Regions from separate parts of the Mus musculus genome. Here region 2 is linked to region 1. Evidence: chromatin contacts called from public Hi-C data. All regions are on one chromosome and are shown on one strand. Each heading gives the region's core, a stretch centred on a gene start, on an enhancer-like site or on the middle of the called end of the contact. The rest is flanking DNA. Distances are from core to core; before and after follow the strand shown. Region 1 overlaps Fads6 (fatty acid desaturase domain family, member 6). Region 2 has its middle 11 kb from the start of Slc25a19.

Region 1 (2,700 bases), core at 164-2,663:
TCCTATGGCTCCCTGGCCCCACCTATCAGGAGCACAGTAACTCTTGAGGGAAACATTTACTTAGGCTGGCTTATAGTTCAGAGGTTTCCTCCAGTATTGACATGGCGGGAAGCATGGAGGAGTCCTAGCAGACATGGTGCTGGAGACATGGCTGAGAGTTCTATATCTGGATAGACAGCCAGCAGGGAGAGAGAGAGGGAGACAGGGCCTGGCTTGAGCGTCTGAAACCTCAAAGCTCACTCCCAGTGATGCAATCCTCAACCAAGTCCACATCTCCTTAGTGGTGCTACTCTCTACAAACCTATGGTGCCAATTTGCTACCCTCTATATGCCAATTTCATTCAAACTACCTTATATACATATACATGTACACGTACATACATACATACATACAAGAATACCCCCATAAACACACATATACACAATCACATACACACACATACACAGATACACCCACACATACACACATATACACAACCACACACACACACACACACACACACACACACACACACACACACACACACCTTTTGATATACCACATCCACTGTGTGGTGGAAACGTTCTTACCCAGCATTCCCTGTCCTCCCTTTCCCTCCCTCTCACGCCTTTCTACCAGCCTAGGTTTCTGAAGGGCCAAGGACATGAGGGTCCCTCAGGCTGCTGATTCCTATGGTCTGCTTTAAGATACTTTCCTTTCCAGGAAGCTCTGGGTCAGCCCAGACTAATAGGCACAGGTTGGACCCTGGGGTCAGGGTCTGTAACCTGCCAGGAGAGGCAGGAGTAATGGATACTTTGTATCATTTGTATCTTTCTAATAATGGGACTCGGCACAGGCTGAGTTCTGCTCGGGTTTTCTAAAGTGGTGCTGAGTGCTAGGGGCCTGTGGCAGCTAGAGACTGGTAAAGGAGATCCATCTTGGACTACAAGGGCCGTATTGTGCAGAGGTTTCTCAAGCGTCCTTCCCAGGCTTCTGGAGAGCTGATGCCTGATCAAGGGTGAGGGCTTCTGACTTTGCCTGGGGCGGGGTGGGGGTGGGGGTGGGGGTGGGGGACGGAGGAGCTTACATACGGAGGCAAGGAACTGAGACACTCTCGTTGAGTTGTCTTCCTAGATTGCTTGGACTTCTTCAGAAACCCAGTGCAGTGACTTGCGGAACCCAAACAGCCTTGGGGCCGAGTTCTGTGTGTTGCACACAGCTCTGTCCTGTGCAAACTCCTGTCCAAATGGCCTCATGTTTGCTTCTTTTCCTTCCACCCAAGTTCTTAGCAGCGATTCTATTAGTATTTGTCTACAATGACCTTGCATTCCAGTTGGGGACAAAGTCGAAGGGAAAGTTAGCCAATGGTGTTTGTGAGTGTGAGAGGGTGGGGTGGGGGCGGGGGGCTGTCCTGAAGGCCGATGTGGTTCTGTGGCTTGTAAGGAAAGGCCTGGATTCCCCTCCCATGCTGTAACACTGTTGGCCGTGCTGCTGGGCTTTGCTGAGCTGTGGGCAGAACTAGTTTGGTCAATCACACTCTCTGAGTAACCTAGTCAGGGAAGCACCTCAATTTTCCAACCTTGGGGCATAACTCAGGCACCCCTCTAGGATAGGTTCCCACACATGGGGGAGTGTGGCTCAGCCCTACCTAGCTGGTGTGTGTGTGTGGCAATCAATATCTTTGTAGCTTTGTGACTTGATTGGAGTCCCAGGCCCAGCGGTTTTCCCTGACCTTGAGCAAGGGTTAGTTTCGTCATGGAGTCTATAAGCTTGATAACGCCACCTCCTCGTTAACCCTTTGAGGGCACTGGATGAGACGGTACAGACTTGCCAGGCCTCCCATGAGCCATAGTGTGGCCTTGTGTTTCTTCCTGGGACGACACACTGCCTGTCACAGAGGCAGCACAGGGCTGCTTCCCACAGTGTTTGTTTATTTTGTGCTTGTTACCTGAGAGGCTGCAGGGCCTGGCAGGGCGGTGCAGGTGTTCGTATTGGGTTACCTGGCACAAAGGAACCTCAGAGGGTGCGTGGGACCCTTCCCGGATCCCTGGCTGTCACTTCTAATCCTGTTGTCTTCTCCTTTCATCCTTCCCTCATCCACACGACCCCTGGTGACACCATCTCATTGAACATCCTGCTCTTAGGCCTGCTCTCCTCAGGGTTCTACAGAGCCTGCAGTGCCAGGCATCAGCTGTGCACCTCTGGCTTTCTTTGGTAATCCAGCATTGATCTTAGAGCCTACTGGGTCTGAGCTGGTGTGGGACCAGCCTCTTTCTCCGGCTCTGGAGAACTGGAACAGGTAGGATAGAGTTGGGCTAGCACTCTAGGCTGTATTCAAAACCATGTACCCCTACCCACACCAGATGAGGTTTCTCTGGAGACCCCTCTCTGACATACCTGAAGAAGTTCCCACCCCGCCTTACCCAGCAAGCACTCTCTACTGGGGTTACATCACCCAGGCTGCTAGGCCTATCCTTAGGGTTGGCCAGGGAAGGATGCCATGCAAGGATGACCACCAAAAGGCTCAGGGCAAGGTAGAATAAGCAGGCCGCCGTGGTTTAAGTCCTGAAGTTGAGAAGGTTCGACCTCTGAAAGGCCTTCAGTGTCACAGTCAAGGATGCTCCCCTGAGTGGGCGGGAACCAGCCATGCCAGTCAGGAAGCTCTTTGTTATGTCTCCTCTTTAAATCCTCCTTGTAAACTCAGCTTTGGGTGTGGGGTG
Region 2 (2,700 bases), core at 129-2,628, 350 kb before region 1:
GGTGGAGAGGCAGCACAAGATAGACTACCTCTAGCCCATTCCATTAGCCCCTTCAGTCAGTCAGTGCCTTTTTTGTGAAAGCAGCTACCTTGTCCTAACTGTCCAGGGGCCATAGTGAGGAAAAGGTAGGAGAAGCCTGAGAGGTTCCTTCACTAACAGACGCTAAGCCAAGTGTCAAGGCTAGAGAGGGCTCAGTAGCAAAGAGCATCCATTGCTCTTGCAAAGACTCAGGTTCGAATCCCAGCACATGGTGGCTCACAACCACCAGTAAGTCTGATTCCAGAGGATCCAATGCCCTCTCTGATCTCTGCAGGCACTAGGCACACAAGAGATGCACAGATGTACAGGCATCAGGTGTTCAAGACCAGCTTCATCTTCATAAGGAGTCTGAGGCCAGCCTAGGCTACCTGAGACTCTATCTCAAGCAAGAAAAAGGAAGCCGGGCAGTGGTGGCACACGCCTTTAATCCCAGCACTTGGGAGGCAGAGGCAGGCAGATTTCTGAGTTCAAGGCCAGCCTAGTGTACAGAATGGGTTCCAGGACAGCCAGGGCTACACAGAGAATCCCTGTCTTGGAAAAAAAAAAAAAAAGGAAGCTGGAGGTGCCGAGCCAGGGCTGAGGATAGTAGCTTAGTGGGAGCACAGTTAACCAGCATGTTTAATGTTTAGGGCCATTGGTCTAAAAATAACATCAAAACCAAACTCTGTAAGTGTGGTGGTTTATGCCTACAATCCAGGAAGCTGAGGCAGAAGGATTGATCATTTAAAGCCAGGCCAAGTTACAGTGGGAGGTCTTGCCTCAAGATGAGGGGTGGTAGTGTCAGCACCTTGGCTCTGTACGCGCACGCTGGGTAGCTGTAGCTTACATGCCATAAAATGAAGCCATCTTGGCATTTAGTCAGCACCTAGACCAGTTTTCCCTCCACCACCCACTGCCAAGTCCTTCTGAAGCCTAGATTTCAGCAGCCTCCCCTGTCTCCTCAGATCCTGCCTCCTCTGCCTCTGTCCTTCCTCAGGGACTCTCAGGCTCCTTCCGCCTGATCATCTACTGATCCCTAATCTGTTAGGAAACCTAACTCTGCAAAGAGCATCCGAGAACCCTACCCCATCAGACTCCAGGGAACTGTGCTCCCCTGCAGCCTCCAGGCCCCAGGATGTGTGCCTCAGCCCTCCCAGCTGTGTGTGTCTCTGTCAGCTTCAGAACTGCAGCCCTCTGTCCTCTTGCTCCCAGAGCCCTTTGCCCTGCATCAGCAGCTGGCTGTCTTCATCTCCAGCTAGGAGCAGTAGCAAGGGAGTCACCCCCAGGCTCAGCGGGGCCCAAGGCAGGTTGCTTCCTGGTTCCTGGATTCGTGCTGGGTCTGTAGCCTTGAATGTGTGACTCTCCTAAGGCTCAGGAAGAGGAACTTAGAGTCATAAAAGGACTGAGGGTGGTTGACAAGGTCACACAGAATAAGTCCTGTGATGTGACTGGCCAGAAATGGGTTCATTTCTGCTGGTGCCTGAATGTGGTAAGTCACCCTAAGTCGATAGATAGATAGATAGATAGATAGATAGATAGATAGATAGATAGATAGATAGATAGATAGATAGATAGATAAATATTGATTTCCTGGTGCTGGGAATCAAACACTGCTTTGAATACAGCAAGCACGTGCTCTACCTACCTCTGAGCTTTAGCCCAATACTATTTTGGTTTTTGTTTTTGAAAAAGGGTCCTGCTATGTACTTCTAGTTATGTTGATCAGGCTAGCCTTGAACACAGAGATCCTCCTGCCTCTGTCCCCTGAATGATGGAATAAAAGGCATGTAGCAACACAATGGCACTATTGTCTTTTTCTGCTTAGATCTTTGTTCTAGCTGGGTGTGGCAATTCTAGCACTTAGAAGGCTGAGCAGGAGAGTCTAGGCTTGCCTGTTGTACATGGGTAGATCCAGGCTAACCAGGAGGGTCTGTGCTAGCCTGTTGTACTTGGCAAGATCCAGACTCGCCAGTGCTCAGACTCTGTCTCAAAATCAAAACCAGGGCTGGAGAGAGAGCTCAGCGGTTAAGAGCACTGACTGTTCTTCCAAAAGTCCTGAGTTTAAATCCCACATGGTGGCTCACAACCATCCGTAATAAGATCTGATGCCCTCTTCTGATGTGTCTGAAGACAGCTACAGTGTACTTACATATAATAAATAAATAAATAAATCTTTAAAAAAAAAAAATCAAAGCCAGGTGTGGTGGCAAGTGCCATGCACTTGGGAGGCAGAGGCGGGTGAATTTCTGAGTTCGAAGACAGCCTGGTCTACAGAGTGAGTTCCAGGACAGCCAAGGCTACACAGAGAAACCCTGTCTCGAAAAATCAAACAAACAAACAAACAAATAAACAAAAAATCAAAACCAAAAGCCAGCCTGAAAGCCAGGCTAAGTGAAATGTGCAGTTTTAATCCCAGTACTCGGGAGGCAGAAGTGGATGGATTTCTGTGATTCTGAGGCCAGCCTGCTCTCCATAAAGAACTCCAGGCTAGCCAGGGCTACACAGTGAGACCCTGTCTCAAAGAAACACGGAACAGCTTGACCCAGGTATGTTGTCCCATGGGTCTAATTCCAGCTCTCCAGTTGCTGAGGGAGAAGACTGATATTTGAGGCTAGCCCAGGCTAAGTGTGAGACCCTATTTCAGAAAATAAAATTGAGTAACCAGACTTGTCAGCACAGCCC

Evidence for each region. Hi-C and Micro-C count contacts between places; a contact is called where the count stands out from the background.
Region 2: a contact with region 1 is called in a Hi-C map of embryonic stem cells, with 8 times the contacts expected there. The contact joins two enhancer-like sites. A contact is called at or near these places in 1 of 484 Hi-C or Micro-C datasets (embryonic stem cells) and 1 of 115 datasets of contacts at active chromatin or transcription factors (pancreatic cancer cells).

What each region holds. Positions count from the first base shown.
Region 1 is chr11:115,291,699-115,294,398 of GRCm38.p6, reverse strand. The region is part of intron 2 of Fads6 (fatty acid desaturase domain family, member 6); the gene reads left to right. Among named protein-coding and RNA genes, the nearest start is that of Fads6, 4.5 kb to the left of the region's middle. Within about 2 kb of position 1,413, at least 65 of the 459 cell types and tissues checked have an H3K27ac peak or open chromatin away from gene starts, as enhancers often do. A contact at or near this core is called in embryonic stem cells, where this site is marked.
Region 2 is chr11:115,637,834-115,640,533 of GRCm38.p6, reverse strand. No RefSeq gene overlaps it. Among named protein-coding and RNA genes, the nearest start is that of Slc25a19, 11 kb to the right of the region's middle. Within about 2 kb of position 1,378, at least 68 of the 459 cell types and tissues checked have an H3K27ac peak or open chromatin away from gene starts, as enhancers often do. A contact at or near this core is called in embryonic stem cells, where this site is marked.